Linked DNA regions of Drosophila melanogaster: region 2 is linked to region 1. Evidence: chromatin contacts called from public Hi-C data. All regions are on one chromosome and are shown on one strand. The core of a region is the stretch at or near the end of the contact, and the rest is flanking DNA. Distances in the headings are between cores, read along the strand shown.

Evidence for each region. A called contact is a pair of places that touch in the nucleus more often than the background predicts.
Region 2: a contact with region 1 is called in a Hi-C map of the Kc167 cell line, with 5 times the contacts expected there. The contact joins the promoter of CG1927 here to the promoter of CG8001 in region 1. A contact is called at or near these places in 11 of 107 Hi-C or Micro-C datasets (the Kc167 cell line, the PNm cell line, embryo and 5 more).

What each region holds. Positions count from the first base shown.
Region 1 is chr3L:1,753,594-1,760,763 of dm6, reverse strand. It overlaps CG8001, which reads right to left and starts at 4,605. Exons shown (of 6, transcript NM_139400.2): 1 at 4,228-4,605; 2 at 3,561-4,152; 3 at 2,618-3,457; 4 at 2,415-2,557; 5 at 2,110-2,350; 6 at 1,556-2,048. The coding sequence starts at 4,337. The coding sequence ends at 1,728. It overlaps Cht2 (Chitinase 2), which reads left to right and starts at 4,830. Exons shown (of 5, transcript NM_001274353.1): 1 at 4,830-5,177; 2 at 6,404-6,527; 3 at 6,599-6,763; 4 at 6,821-7,170. The coding sequence starts at 6,422. It overlaps Dhc62B (Dynein heavy chain at 62B), which reads left to right. Exons shown (of 9, transcript NM_206236.3): 8 at 1-206; 9 at 276-1,592. The coding sequence ends at 1,505.
Region 2 is chr3L:1,965,056-1,972,103 of dm6, reverse strand. It overlaps CG1927, which reads left to right and starts at 2,025. Exons shown (of 3, transcript NM_139427.4): 1 at 2,025-2,504; 2 at 4,602-4,904; 3 at 4,965-5,379. The coding sequence starts at 2,487. The coding sequence ends at 5,285. CG11815 reads left to right here and starts at 904. Exons shown (of 1, transcript NM_139428.3): 1 at 904-1,913. The coding sequence starts at 974. The coding sequence ends at 1,825. It overlaps SCOT (Succinyl-CoA:3-ketoacid CoA transferase), which reads right to left. Exons shown (of 4, transcript NM_167928.2): 2 at 6,831-7,029; 3 at 5,798-6,774; 4 at 5,299-5,739. The coding sequence ends at 5,425. acs (arcus) reads right to left here and starts at 466. Exons shown (of 9, transcript NM_139429.2): 1 at 283-466; 2 at 1-30. The coding sequence starts at 287.

The DNA of each region.
Region 1 (7,170 bases), core at 3,356-5,855:
TGCGCTCCTACAACTCGGAGCCCATTAACGACTACGAGTTCTACACGGGCTGTGCCAAACAGGATCGCGCATTCACACGGCTGCTCTACGGCATTTGCTTCTTCCATGCTGTTGTCCAGGAGCGGCGCAAGTACGGTCCACTGGGTTGGAACATAGCCTACGGATTCAACGAGTCCGATCTGCAGATCTCGGTGCTGCAGCTGAGCGTAAGTTTGATATGGATATCAGTGTCTAGTGTATTTACATATGTATGTATGTCATCGTGCTCCCTTTAGATGCTGCTCAACCAGTATGACCACGTGCCCTACGACGCCATCTCGTATTTGACCAGCGAGTGCAACTACGGCGGAAGGGTCACGGACAACTGGGATCGCCGGCTAATCGTGACGATCTTGGCGGACTTTTGCAATGCCCAGGCGGTCACCGACAATCGCTATAGGTTTGCCAGCGACGATCGCTACATCCTGCCCCGAAAGACGGAGCACCGCGAGATCCTGCGGTATCTGGACGAGAACCTTCCTTCGCTGGCGCCACCCGAGGTCTACGGCCTGCATGCCAACTCCGGCATAACAAGGGATCTGCAGACGACCAAGACGCTGCTCGACTCGATGATCCTTTTACTGGGCAGCGAGGCAGCGGGATCCGCCGGCGCAGGAGTTAGTGTGGAGCAGGTAATCCTGGATACAATCAAGCAAATCGAGCGCGAAATGCCGGCTGATATGGACATCGAGGCAGCGGCAGAGAAGTACCCAGTAGACTACAATGAGTCCATGAACACAGTGGTGGTGCAGGAGATGGAACGCTTTCTCAAGTTGCAGAAGGAGATCCGTACCACCTGTCGAGATTTGGCTATGGGAATCAAGGGCATCATCGTGATGACTCCAGACCTGGAGAACGTAATGACGGCTATGAAATTCAACCGCATCCCGACCAAGTGGATGTCCAAGTCGTACCCCTGCCTGAAGCCACTTGGCTCCTACGTCCAGGATCTGTACAAGCGCCTCAACTGGCTCCACGACTGGCATCACCACGGCAAGCCACCAACCTTCTGGCTGTCTGGATTCTTCTTCACGCAGGCCTTCCTCACGGGCGCCATGCAGAACTTTGCCCGAAAGTACAAGATCCCCATCGACACGCTGACCTTTGACTACGATGTGCTCAAGGTGGAGACAAAGACTTCGCCTCCGGACGACGGGGTGTACTGCAACGGACTGTACCTGGAGGGCGCCCGCTGGGAGTGGCGAGAGAACACGCTAGTAGAGCAGTTCCCCAAGGTGCTCATCTATGCCATGCCCGTGATCTTTTTCCGACCTGTCGGGCTCGTCGATGTCGTCGAGGGCTCCCGCTACCGCTGCCCGCTCTACAAGACCGCGGAGCGCAAGGGAACGCTGTCCACGACAGGTCACTCCACAAACTACGTGGTCCCTCTGCTGTTGAACACGCATGTTAAGGCATCCCACTGGGTCAAGCGGAGCGTGGCTCTCATCTGCCAGACCAGCGACTGAGCTCTATTGGGAGCCCAAAAAAGTATTATAAAAGTATTTGACGCGAAATTATTCTCAATGAGCATTTATTAAACCTTGTTTAAAAATAAAATATGCGCACTTATGTGTTACGGTTACAAATTCACAGCTTCAGAAACGCTTTCTAACATAGTTAAAATATCGAAAATTATATAATCGCCGAGGACTGCTTTCGAAGCCCGTCTACGGCACCTCGGGGAGTGCTTACTGCGTGCGGCAGTGCAGCGTGTCCAGCGCAGCGTCGGCGTCTGCTCCCTCGTCGTTTGTGTCGTCGGAGCTGTTGCTGTTGCGCCGGTGGGAAGTCGGGTTGGAAGCATTCGAGCCGTTGCTGCGGCTGGAGCTGTTGTCCCGCATTTGATGACCTAGCGAAGACGTATGTCTCTGACGCAGATGCGATGCTCCGGAGCCCTGCAGGAAGCCGCGTATAAAGTACTGGAAATTGTTGATGTCGAGGTCAATACTCTCCACAATGTTGCACCTGAAATTGCGCTGCAGCGTCTGCTTCAGTAAATCCTCGGGGAGTTTCTGCGGAGAGTGGATTTCATTACATACATTAAGCTTGTACCCATTTTTGTGTTGACCCTACCCTTTCAGGTCCCTGTGGTGTCCAGATCTTGACGTCGTGCTCTAGTCCAGAGGTGGCCAGCACCGGCATCCAGGGATGCGGTTCCAGACAGTTGACTACGCCGACGTGGTCGCCCTTCATGTAGTTGATAATCGCCTCCGTGTTTTTATCCCAGAAGAATATATTTCCGCAGTCGCTGCCGCTTACTATATACTCCGATCTGGGTCCAAAGAAGTTCACACCCTTTATGGTGCGGCTGTTGCTGTGGGAAAGAGGAGATGATATTTGTCAGTGTCAGAACATTGGGGGAAACAGGGCTTACTTACATGTGACCCTTATAGCAGTGCAAATAGTCGCCTCTGTTGTAGTTCCGACTGTCGAACAGGTAAATACCCGCATCGCTGTATGAGGCTAGGATTTCGCTGCCGCTGTGGTTATACACAGCGCAAGTAATTTGCGTGATCTGGGCCTGGACACGAGAAGAAAACAGAGATTAGACTGCCTGGCCTGGGTCGCGGCACATGCTTACTTCGAGCAAATTCCTAGGGGCCATCTGGTGGATTGCCTTCGCTAGGTTGCGCTTGTCGTAGACGCGCAAAATGTCGTCGGATCCACTGACGCAGAACTCGGGCGCGTAAGGATGATGAGCGATGCTGAATAGGCGCACCCGGCCACGCTCATTTTCGTCGTTGTACACGCAACGCATCATCGTGGTGGCAGCGTTGCTGGCTCGCAAATCAAAGTGCTTAACAGCTGCATCCTCGCCGGCGCTCATCAGCTCGTGGCGGCTGTGGGGCACCACGATGATCTTGTGAACGGACTCGCTGTGTGTGTACAGACGGATGGGCTTTATGACGCCTCCGGAGGGCGGAATGACGGACCGGCGCACCTGGCCATCACGGCTGGAGGACACGATGTCCAAGCAGCCGGCGCTGTCAATAAACTTTGTCTGGAATATGTTCATGTTGTGGCCGGAACGAAAGCGGTGCAGCTGCTTTTCTTTCGCCCAATCCCAGACGACGATGGTGAGATCATCGGAGCCGGAGCAAATCAAGTCGCCTGCCCGATTGAAGTTCAGGGAGTTGACGCAGCCGTGGTGGACGTTTAGCGAACTGAGCAGCGTCATTTGTTCCACAACTTGGCGGGAACCGTAGTAGCCCTGGCCGAAGCTAGAGGCCGAAGTGTGGCCGCCACGCCAGTCAATCCGGTTGATTATGTTGTGCTCCCTTTGCAACAGCTCCTGATCGTAGTTCCAAGTGTATTTGGGCTTGCACTTGCACATCACCTGATTAACGGCGTAGTCTACTTTCTCGCGGTCAGCGGGGTTGATGTCCTCGTTAAACTCCACCTCGTCCTGCAAGTTCTCAACCTGTTAGCAAGGATTTATAAGAAGCTCAACTTATCCCTAAAAGCTTAATTTTGTAACCTCATGATCTACCCTTCTTACCATCACTTAAGGCTTAACAACTTACCTCTGTGGTTGTTTCATCTTCACTGGAAAGAGAATAGGGTCCCATGTCGTCGTTGGAGGAACTGTCGTCAGCGGACTCGGCTATATGCGGTTCAGGCGCATCATCGCTGTACTCTTCTGCGTGCTCGGTCCCCTCCTCCAGCTCATGTTCTTCTGAATCGCTTGTGTCCGAGTAGGAGCCCACTAGCTCTATGCTGATACGGCGATAGGAGCGCGTGGGTGGTATGTTGCGTGGATTGAAGCGGGGTGAACTGACCGCTTCGGAAGCTTCAATTGGCGTCGGTGAAGTAGGTGGATAGTCTTCGCTGTCGCTAGGCTCGATGACACCGGTGGAAGCATCTGGCTCATCAGAAGCCAGCACGGTGGAGGCTGCTTCCGGGGATAATTGATGCGCTAAATTGGAGGAGCCTGCCTGTTCTATTTCCGGCAGCTCCTCAGGTCCAACTTTATTAGCAAGATGCTCCTCGGACTGCTCGCTCTCATCCTGGAGCTGGTTTTCCTTGCCCTCCATATCGCTCTCTCCGTTATTGTTGTGAGTGACAATTGTGTCGAAGTTAATTAAAGGCTGGCTTTCGGCGACAGTGTTCTCCTCACTGGTTCCCCACGGGCGAAAAATCAATGGATTATCCAAGCCGCAGAGCATGCTCAACCCAAGACACAACACTTACCCAATCTGCGCCGCGTCTTCAGGCTCGCCATCGTTCTGGGAATCTGTGTTTCGCTTTTGGCGCTTGCAGGCGGATGCCGCTCCGCTCGCCACGGAATCCTCCACGTCCATCGCCGGTGGAGCACGTCTACAATCTCAGATCAGAATCTGCCTTCTTTCCCGCCCCGCTGGACTTTCCCTAATTTCCCGATTTTACGTTGTTTACGTCCAACTAGCAGAGATGGCACTTGCCTCACGCGCAAAAGCCCGATTGACCGATAGCTTTGGCGCGACTTATCGGCCAGTTTGAAAGTCTGTGGATGGAGTATAATCCTGCTTACGCCTAAGATGTGTGGCTTCAGCCTTTAAATACGATCAGTGACTTCCCTCCCACACGAGGCTTGGTGAACTGTAGAAATGCCTTGCTTTCAATATAAACGAAAGAAGAAAACAAACTCAAGGCATAGTAGATGTGCATTTTCTAGATTCTAGTAGGGAAGTTGGAAACTCTTTTTCTTAGAGAAACTCGTATATAGAGTATCCAAATAAGCAAGAAATTGCACCCCCATATTTGATTATACTATATTTAATGTATACTCTTAAATTATAGTTATAAATATATTTATTTTCAACAAGCATGGCAGGTCTCTTCAATGGTATTCACACTTAGCAAGCCATCTCTTCGAACCTTTTTAGTTCGTTGTTCTTCTCTGTTGGCTTTATGCTGAGCACGACTACTTCCCCGCTCCAACACCTTGGCATTTCGCCTCTTGGATGACTTCGCTGAGAGTGGCATGTGGTTGGGCCGGTGGATCGGGTTCGGCTTGAGTGGCTCCACAGAGCTGCGACGGAGCCGATTATATACGCATGAGACCGAAGACGGAGAGACGAGTTCAGTTATAAGCGAGCTGGCTTCGAGGGCGGTGCTAAGAGTTTCGTGGTCGCTAAAGCGGAAAAACAACTCCAGATCGGGTAATGAAATGAAACATGGTGCGGAGAGCCAGCGATATGAACTCGATACGCTGGGCACGTTGACGGTTCCACATATGTGCCCTATGTGCAGCTACTTACCAGGGAGCACAGTGAATGTACTTGTTTTTATGTCACCCGATGGTTTCTTAGCTCGTCTGTGAGTGTGCCTGTGTGCTGGTTAAGTGGCTTCCCACTTCCTCTGCTGCGCATGCGCAGCCGCCAAGTGCGAAAATGGCCAGCAATCCATCTGAGAGCCCATCTCCGCCCCAAGTGATGTTTGTTCTCGGGTTCGCGGCCTGGATTTTTTCCTCTACTTTTCGATTTCGATTTCGTACCCGCGTTTTTTCGACTCGCCTCTAATCTCGTGATGAACGGCGAATTCCGGTTTGCCAGGGGCAAGCTGAGCAGCAAAATCCAATAAAAAAAATAAATATGCATAAGTTTGGGGGAAAAAGGCGGAAAGTGAAACCGCTCTGAGCTTGGTTTTCCGCCCATTCCTCGGTGCGCACTTCCTATTTTCCAGGTCTCGCCACATTACCAAATCTTAAGTGCCTATTCATGCCGATTGTTATCAGACCCGAGATATCAAGGCTAACTTGTTTCGCCTCCGAAAAGATAATAAGTTACGCTCTGGAGCTGCGGGCAGCATGATTCACGGTTCTGGACGATGCAACAAGATTCGCTGGTCAGCTTCTTAAGGTCGCACTGGCGAAAGTTGAGAATCAGGTTGGACTACCCACTCGAATATGACTTGAACTGGAGGGAACAAAGCAGATTCTTTGATTACATTCGTCTTGATTTCGATTTCTGAAGTAAACGATCTGTGTGACTCACTATGCATAGTTCTTCCACAAATGTTGAAAAACTTTAACGTTTCGTTTAGCAAAACAAATGGTGCAGTGTAGTTTGTTTAGCCTCTAGAATACAAATCGATTATTATTATAAACCCAAACAACTAACGATTAGTTTGATGCACAAAAGGTGAACAAATACCTATAAATAATAAACTGCAGCTACCTTTTAGACCCAGACATTGACTTTGGAATGCCTGGCACTTTTCTGACTACATGGGTCGCTTCTTGTGCCTTTCACTTTTCCCGTTCAATTAAGACGCCAATTGAGCTGAATTGAAATTATAAATTGTCACAACAAAGTTGCACGCAAAGCACTTAACTCGATTCTTCATTCTCCATTCTCCATTCTCGATTCCGGTTCGTCTTCACCAGAAAACCAATCCGCAACAGATGACGCTGAGGAGCAGACTTAGTGGGGAAGCACCGCAGCTGTGGCTGCTCCTCCTCCTGGCCTCCACTGCGAGCAGCTTGTGGGCTTCGGTGGCCGCCAGGACAGGTGAGTCTTACGCTCGGCTTAACCACAAAGGGGTGGCTCACCGCTGATTGTCCTACGTTTTCTATTCGCAGGACCCCTGCACGACAAGGTGGTGGTTTGCTACGTTTCCACATGGGCTGTTTACCGGCCGGAGCAGGGTGCCTATGCCATCGAGAACTTCGACCCCAATTTGTGCACCCATGTGGTGTACGCCTTTGCCGGCCTGGACATCACCCAGGCAGCCATCAAGTCGTTGGGTGAGTTTCCGGTTCGATTTATGGCCATATGCAAATTTAAAACATTGCTGATTGCAGATCCCTGGCAGGACCTAAAGGAGGAGTACGGCAAGGGTGGCTACGAGAAAATGACGGGTCTGAAGCGCAGCCATCCGCATCTGAAGGTCAGCCTGGCCATCGGCGGCTGGAACGAGGGATCGGCCAACTACTCCACCCTGGTGGCCAACAATCTGCTGCGCGGCAGGTTCGTCAAGCAGGTGTCCAGTTTCATACGCAAGTACAACTTCGACGGGCTGGATCTCGACTGGGAGTATCCCACGCAGCGGAAGGGCAAGCCCGCGGATCGCGAGAACTTCGTTCTGCTGACCAAGGAGCTGCGCGAGGAGTTCGACGAGCACGGCCTGCTGCTGACCTCCGCCATCGGAGCC
Region 2 (7,048 bases), core at 776-3,275, 210 kb before region 1:
GGGTAAACCGTCACGGTTTTTATATCGTCGCTGTTGGGGGAGCAATTAAAAGTTGTTTTTGAGGTGAATTGATTGATTGATAAATGGGTTCGGGTCGTTAAACAATAAGCGCCAAGGAGGTTCCTCGAGAAAAGATGTTGGTTCAAAATTAAAGGTCGTAAAAATATACAATTTCTTAACCGGGATTTGGTTGAGGCTAATGTTTTGTCATTTATTGTGTTTGCGCATCAGTTAGCTTATTTTTTACGATCTCGAAACCAGAAGAATACGAAGACTACTCACTTCATAGCGATAAAGTAGCGACCGAGTATTTGATAAAGCTACTTGAGCTCGCGGGCGTATAAATCTTTTATCACACGCAATTAAGTCGCCAAAGAGACAAAGATCGTTTCGTGATTGCGAATTCCCGGCCCAACCAGATTTCTTGGGGACTCAACCGAGTGCCTGGCCCACCGGACGGATACTAAATTTCGGATCCCGGTCGAAGCCGCTCAACACCTCTCGTTCGTAAACCGTGCTGATAATCTTGGAAAGATAATTGCACGATAATCAGCCGTATCAGAAGACTTCGCGGGGAACGTGGGAAACCGGAGTGCAGCAATCCGAAATGTATGCCAAAATATTATGTGCACTCTTAAGTGGAAATAATAAAACCAGAATGAAGGCCTTAACCAGTTTGCTGATCGGTTTGAACCTCCCGAAAAGTTCATCGACAATCATCAAACTCTTTATACCTAATATATTATGGCAAAAGCTTGGACATCATTGAATTCAACATTTCTAGTTAGTCGATACTTCCACACAAAGCTTACATTTTACTTTACAGAATAAAGCTTTAGGATATCAGGGCGTATACGTGATGTAGAGATGTATATTTTCAATTTTACACAGTAACCTCTGAAAATGACATCTCCTGTTTTGAGCAACAGTAAAATTTAAAAACATTTACTTTAAAACAAAAGTGCTCCCGAAAATGTCTAAGAATCCACTTCGATTGTTCATAAAACCTGTAATTCTTCGCCGCCTGTCTGATAAGCCCAAGTTGAGCAACAAGCCATCGAACACCCCTCGCCCACCAAAGGATCCACCGGATGAGGGCTACCAACCGACCAGTGTCGATCACAATGGGATCGATGTGCCGCCGTTTGTGAGACCCTCTTCCTTCCGCCAGTTCAGTGGACCGGATGAGAAGCTGGGACCAGGAGCAGGCAAAGCGCTGCCCTACAAGAACCCAACTTACTTTGGCTATCATCGATTCTCATTTATGGAACTCACGGTCACGGCTGTGGAGTTACGAGACGAACGTCGATTGGACGGAGGACTACAGGCATCCATCGAAGCCGACGAAGAATCCGAGTGTGGCGAGGCCCAACTGGAGACCATGAAGAAGCTGGAAAGCGAGTGCGATGCGATACTCTCCAACCAAGCCAAGAAAATCCAGAAGGCCAAATCTTCGGCCGAGGAGAAGTGTCTCCAGGAGATGAGTGAGGAGGAGCTAAAGGAGTGGTGCAAGAAAAAGGAGGAGGACATCAAAAAGAAGGAGCAGGAAAAGAAGGAGGCCAAGTCCTCGCCCAAGGAGAAGAAAATCCAGGACATGAGCGAGGAGGAACTGAAGGCTTGGTGCCAGAAAAAGGAAGAGGACATCAAAAAGAAGGAGCAGGAAAAGAAGGAGGCCAAGTCCTCGCCCAAGGAGAAGAAAGTCCAGGACATGAGCGAGGATGAACTGAAAGCTTGGTGCCAAAAGAAGGAAGAAGACATCAAAAAGAAGGAGCAACAAAAGAAGGAGGAAGGAAAGTGTGAAGGCGATGACAACAAAAAGGATTAAATAAAGCAGACTGCGTTACTCTTGAAAAATGAACAATATTGTTCAAAAATGTACGTTATTTGGTAGCTTAATAAATGAATTGTAGTTTAATTCCAGTATTTTTAGTGTGTTGAGCTTTGAAAAAGCTCTTTCGAAAACTGGTATATACTGGTGGCATATTAGCGGTCACACCATCCGATTTTCTCTCCCAACGAATTGAAATCAGTTGTTCGGTGTGCGTGTGTGGAAAAAGTTCGAGTTCGCCGAGAGAAGCGTGAAAATCCGATATCGAAACTACGTTTTTTTTTTAGTCATTATACCGATTGGCTATGCAAATTTAATTGCGGATCTCCCAAATCATCGAAAAGCCAACAGGTCGCCCCTCAACCAAAATAAACACAACAATCGAGCCGCAAATGAAACGGGCAAAAACAGCAAAGGCAACTGGCGAACCGCTTAACCGGTTTCGAAATATCCATCGTAGCACAGTTTCCTCGTCCATATAATATTCCGATTGCAGTGGATCAAAATATACACACACACACTCGCATATAAATTCGCAGATATACGTTGTTTGTGTGAGTTTCTGTTTGTGGTTCGCGTGAAAAATAGTTTTGACAAATAAATACAAAGCCAGACGCCGACATAACTGTGAAAATAAACCATAAGCCAGACAGCAGCCATGGGTTATTCCATTAAGGTAAGTGCCAAAAGCGGAGAGAAGTGCCAAACGGAAAAGAGAAAAGAGAGCCAGATGTACTATGAAAGCTGCGATCTGTAAACCAGTTAACCATCTTGGTTAGTTGGAAAACAAATATACATATATATATACAAAGAAGAGTGGGATCTGTAGGATTTTTTGCGGCTCATGTCGGGCTTGTAATTAAGGTGCCATAAAATGCCGGGCCAAATCCCATACTCAGTTAATTACAGACTACAGCACTAAGCCAACTGTGACTCCAGTAAGCCGAAAAGAGAACGCAATAGCCAAATTCATAAACTAAATATAGTGTAGATTATCTAGTCACATTGATTAGCTGGCCTTGTTTTTATGTTCGACCGCTTATCTGCCATTACAGTCTTTTTTTCAAAAGGGCTCACCACCGTACATAGTACATTCAGTTGACATAAGTCAACTTTGTTTATGATGGACGTCATCAAGAGGGGTGCTCAAATACATGCTTTTGACCAAAACATGAAAAGCACTGAGAAAATAAAAATCCACCCTTTTCTATGTAATGTGTTATACAACCCACGGTTAAATGTGGATTATACAGTTTATGAACTTAACAAGCGACTTGGGAACGAAACAAGTGAAGGCATTTGTCAGGCTCAAATAACAATTTACTTATCAAGCTAGCAATTGTAAGGTATTTTATTTATTTTGTCTTGCTGTTCGATAAGCGTTTTGACTTTAAAAATAATCTGAACTCGAGTGGGAGTAGCCAACTTATCATGCTACCAACTCATCATAGGTTTGCTATCTGTACTTCTATATATTTTAGGAGTAGTTATAAAGAGTTTAGTTTGCCTTGCACGTAGTTTTGGTGGTAACTTTCCCAGAAATTTGAAGATCACCATCAAGTTCAGCAAGATAATTAAATGTATTGCACTGTGCCAATATAATAATAATCTAATATGAATATACGTTTTAGTACAAATCGACAGCGATTGTGTTTAATTGCCTTCGTGATCTTGGGAACATAATGCCCACAGGTTGTCAAGCTAAGGTTCGATTAAATGTCAGTCTCTGTTTGATACAAAGTAGTTTCGATATAACTCAATAACTCAATTTATTCGATTGCCAATCAGAGATCAGGGAGATTATCAATTTAGCCCCATCAGTTTGTATTATATGTGTTCTGATCAAATCACATTGGACACGCAAACCGGTCGGTGCTTATGCAACTCAAGTTATTAGTGTCACTATGGCAAAAACAAAGGACTGTGAAATTGAGTGAAAAAGTCTGTAATTGCATGTGCAATTTACAATTTTCTGCCGTCCATAAGCATTAATTGCACCTTAATAGACTAAGGGGGCGGAGTTGCCCCCCCCCCCTCGATTTCCACGCCCTATTTTATAGAACCGATAAGAAGGCGGCGTCTGTCGATCGGCCCGACTTCCAGCCGCAACTGATAAGTGATACTTGAGTTTCTGGCTCTGTTCGCCTTCGTGGGTTTTTGGGGGTCTAGTTTTCAGTACCGAAGTAGCCATGTTCGTGGTAAGAAGTCGGGTGGGATGCATTAGTGCCTAGTAATAGTAGTGGTAATCTCAGGTGTCGCAAGCGGTTCATTATTCATACGCCCTGGTGTACGATCTGGCGATGTTATCAGAATAGGCGTACGTGATTCTATTTTCGGGATATATAAACACATTTCTGTGACTGGCGTCTGCTTCTTGTTCGTCGCCCGCCGACCTCCGATAACATTTCATAAACAATATAAATGTGGCAAAGAGAGCTCAAGAGAAATGTGTAAGGGAAGCTCTCTTAAATCTTGTATACCCGCTGTTCGTAAAACACATTAGAAAGCCAGACAATAGATGAACAGAGTCATCTGCTTTAAATGGCATTCGAAGATAGAAATGTAGATTCAAAACCTTTAATCAACTTCAGGCATGTTTGCTTTATAAATCTGACTTGCAAATTCCACCAGGTTCGGCCCATAAATTACCAACAAAATCTCGATCACGCGATTCTTGAGTGCCGCCCAGCGCTCTCTTTCGCTCTCTCTTAGACCGCTCTCTTAGACCACTCTCTTAACACTATATTATCTGATTCGATCCAATCTCCGACAGAACTGCGAAACGGGTGAGTTGGAGTACTTCTACACAGACACCGTCCGCGTTAATAGACCGGCCTTCGATGAGGAGACCGGTGAACCGATCCACGACCAGGTGACCAAGGTTCACTTCCGCAAACACACGAATTTCCATGTACCCAAGCACTATCTCCGCGGAACCATATGCGATGAGGTAGACGACGAGCTGGCCAATACGGTGAGATATGGGGCAGCCACCGCGATTCCCAACAGGGCACCCAAAAAGGTCACTCCGGGCTACGAACGCGAGGACTATTGTCAAATGGATGGCGTGAGCAACGTAGGTTACCATTCCAAACTGGGATTATGAGTATGCTAAATAATTGAGTTTTCCTTGCAGAACATAATCCTGGGCTACAACCGCAACCCCTACTTGCTGTTCCTGGTGCCCACGCTCTTCTGCTACAACTTCGTCATTGGAGCCACGCTGGCCCTCATCGAGATCGTCCTGCACATGATGTCCCACCACAGGAACGGTCTCACCATGCAGAAGAGCCTGTACTTCCGTAGTCCACTCAACGTGCTGTCCTCGCAGTTCTGCGCCATCTGCCGCACGGAAACCGACAGCAAGTACAACCGCATCTTCGATATCCTTAACAAGCAGATGCGCAACGCACATCGCTCCGAGGCGCTGAAGGACATGGCCAAGGCAATTGGATAAGCTGGGAGAGATTCGATTTGATATGGTCCATATATTTAACACAAATGTTTTTGTCACACGGTCAACAAAAAATAAATGCACTCGTTTATCACTCAACCGGAGGTATTGCAGCTTCTCTGGGCACTAAGCACGTGGCTCATCAGACCGGAATTTGACCCATTTTCTTCAGATTGGGCGACACTGTGAACTTGGCTCCAGTGCTGGCAATGATGTCGTCCACGGTGTAACCCTCGGCCACCTCGATCAGCGTTAGGCCCACGCCCTTTTCCACCGTGAAGACAGCCTTCTCCGAGATGATCATGTCGATCACACCCTTGCCAGTGAGCGGAAGGGAGCAGGTGTCCAGGATCTTGGGGGAACCATCGCGGGCATTGTGCTCCATGGTGATGATCACCTTGGTGCCAGGCGCAGCCACCAAATCCATGGCTCCACCCATTCCCTTAACCAGTTTGCCCTAAAAAGAATGAGTTTGCAAGTGATTAAGCTTAATGGATGATAATGGATTAACTTACAGGAATCATCCAGTTGGCCAGATCGCCTGTGGCCGACACCTCCATGGCGCCCAAAATGGTGATATCCACATGACCACCACGGATCATGGCAAAGCTGTCATCGGAGCCAAAGTATGAGGCTCCGGGCACCACGGTAACACTCTCCTTTCCGGCGTTGATCAAGTCCGGATCCACTTTATCCTTGGTGGGGAAGGGTCCCAGGCCCAGGATTCCGTTCTCCGACTGCAGCATCACGTTCATGCCCTTGGGGATGTAGTTGGAGGAGAGCACGGGAATGCCAATGCCCAGATTGGCATACATGCCGTCGTGGAACTCAAGAGCCACTCGACGGGCAATGCGCTCACGTAAAACCTGGGCGGGATTTGGTGGAGGAGCGGGTTTGCTGGGATCCTTGGGTTCCGTGATGCGCAAGCGTTCCACACGCTTGTTGTAGTTGGTGCCCTTGAAGATGCGGTTAATGTAGATGCCGGGCACATGGATCTCATCGGGAGAAAGGGCTCCGATGGGCACGATTTCCTCCACTTCGGCCACGGTGATTTTGGCAGCCCTGCACATGGGTGCATTGAAGTTTCTGGCAGCTTTGTTGAACACCAGATTGCCCAAGGGATCGGCCTTCTGGGCCTTGACAAAGGCAAAGTCTGCGAAGATGGACTCCTCCATCACGTAGTTCTTTCCGTTGAACTCCTTCACGGGCTTCTTTTCGCTGGATATTTCCACTTTGCCATCCTTGGAGTACTTAATGGGTGCTCCGCCTTCCTGGACAAGAGTGGCGTAGCCAGTGGGCGTGTAGAAGGCCGGAATGCCGGCTCCTCCAGCGCGGATCTTTTCCGCTAGGGTGCCTTGGGGAGTCAGTTCCACGGCCAGTTCTCCTTCCAGATATTGACGCACCAACTCCGTGTTTTCGCCGACATAGGAGCCAATTACCTTGGACACCTGCTTCTGCTTGATCAGGACACCCAGACCAGTGTCGTCCACACCTGGAAAGGAATTCGGTTTAATAAGAGCATTCATTATATATTCTTTTCATGCATACCTCCATTGTTGGAAACGCCAGTGATGTTCTTGACTCCTTTCTGCTTGAGCGCGTTGATCATCTTCTCCGGAATGCCGCAGATTCCGAATCCGCCGAACAGGATCTGGGCACCATCCTGCACATCGGCCACAGCATCTATGGCCGACTCGTAGATCTTGCCGTTCCGCTGTTTTCCCGACGTGGAGTAGCACGCAATAGCCTGCAAATAATCGGACTAT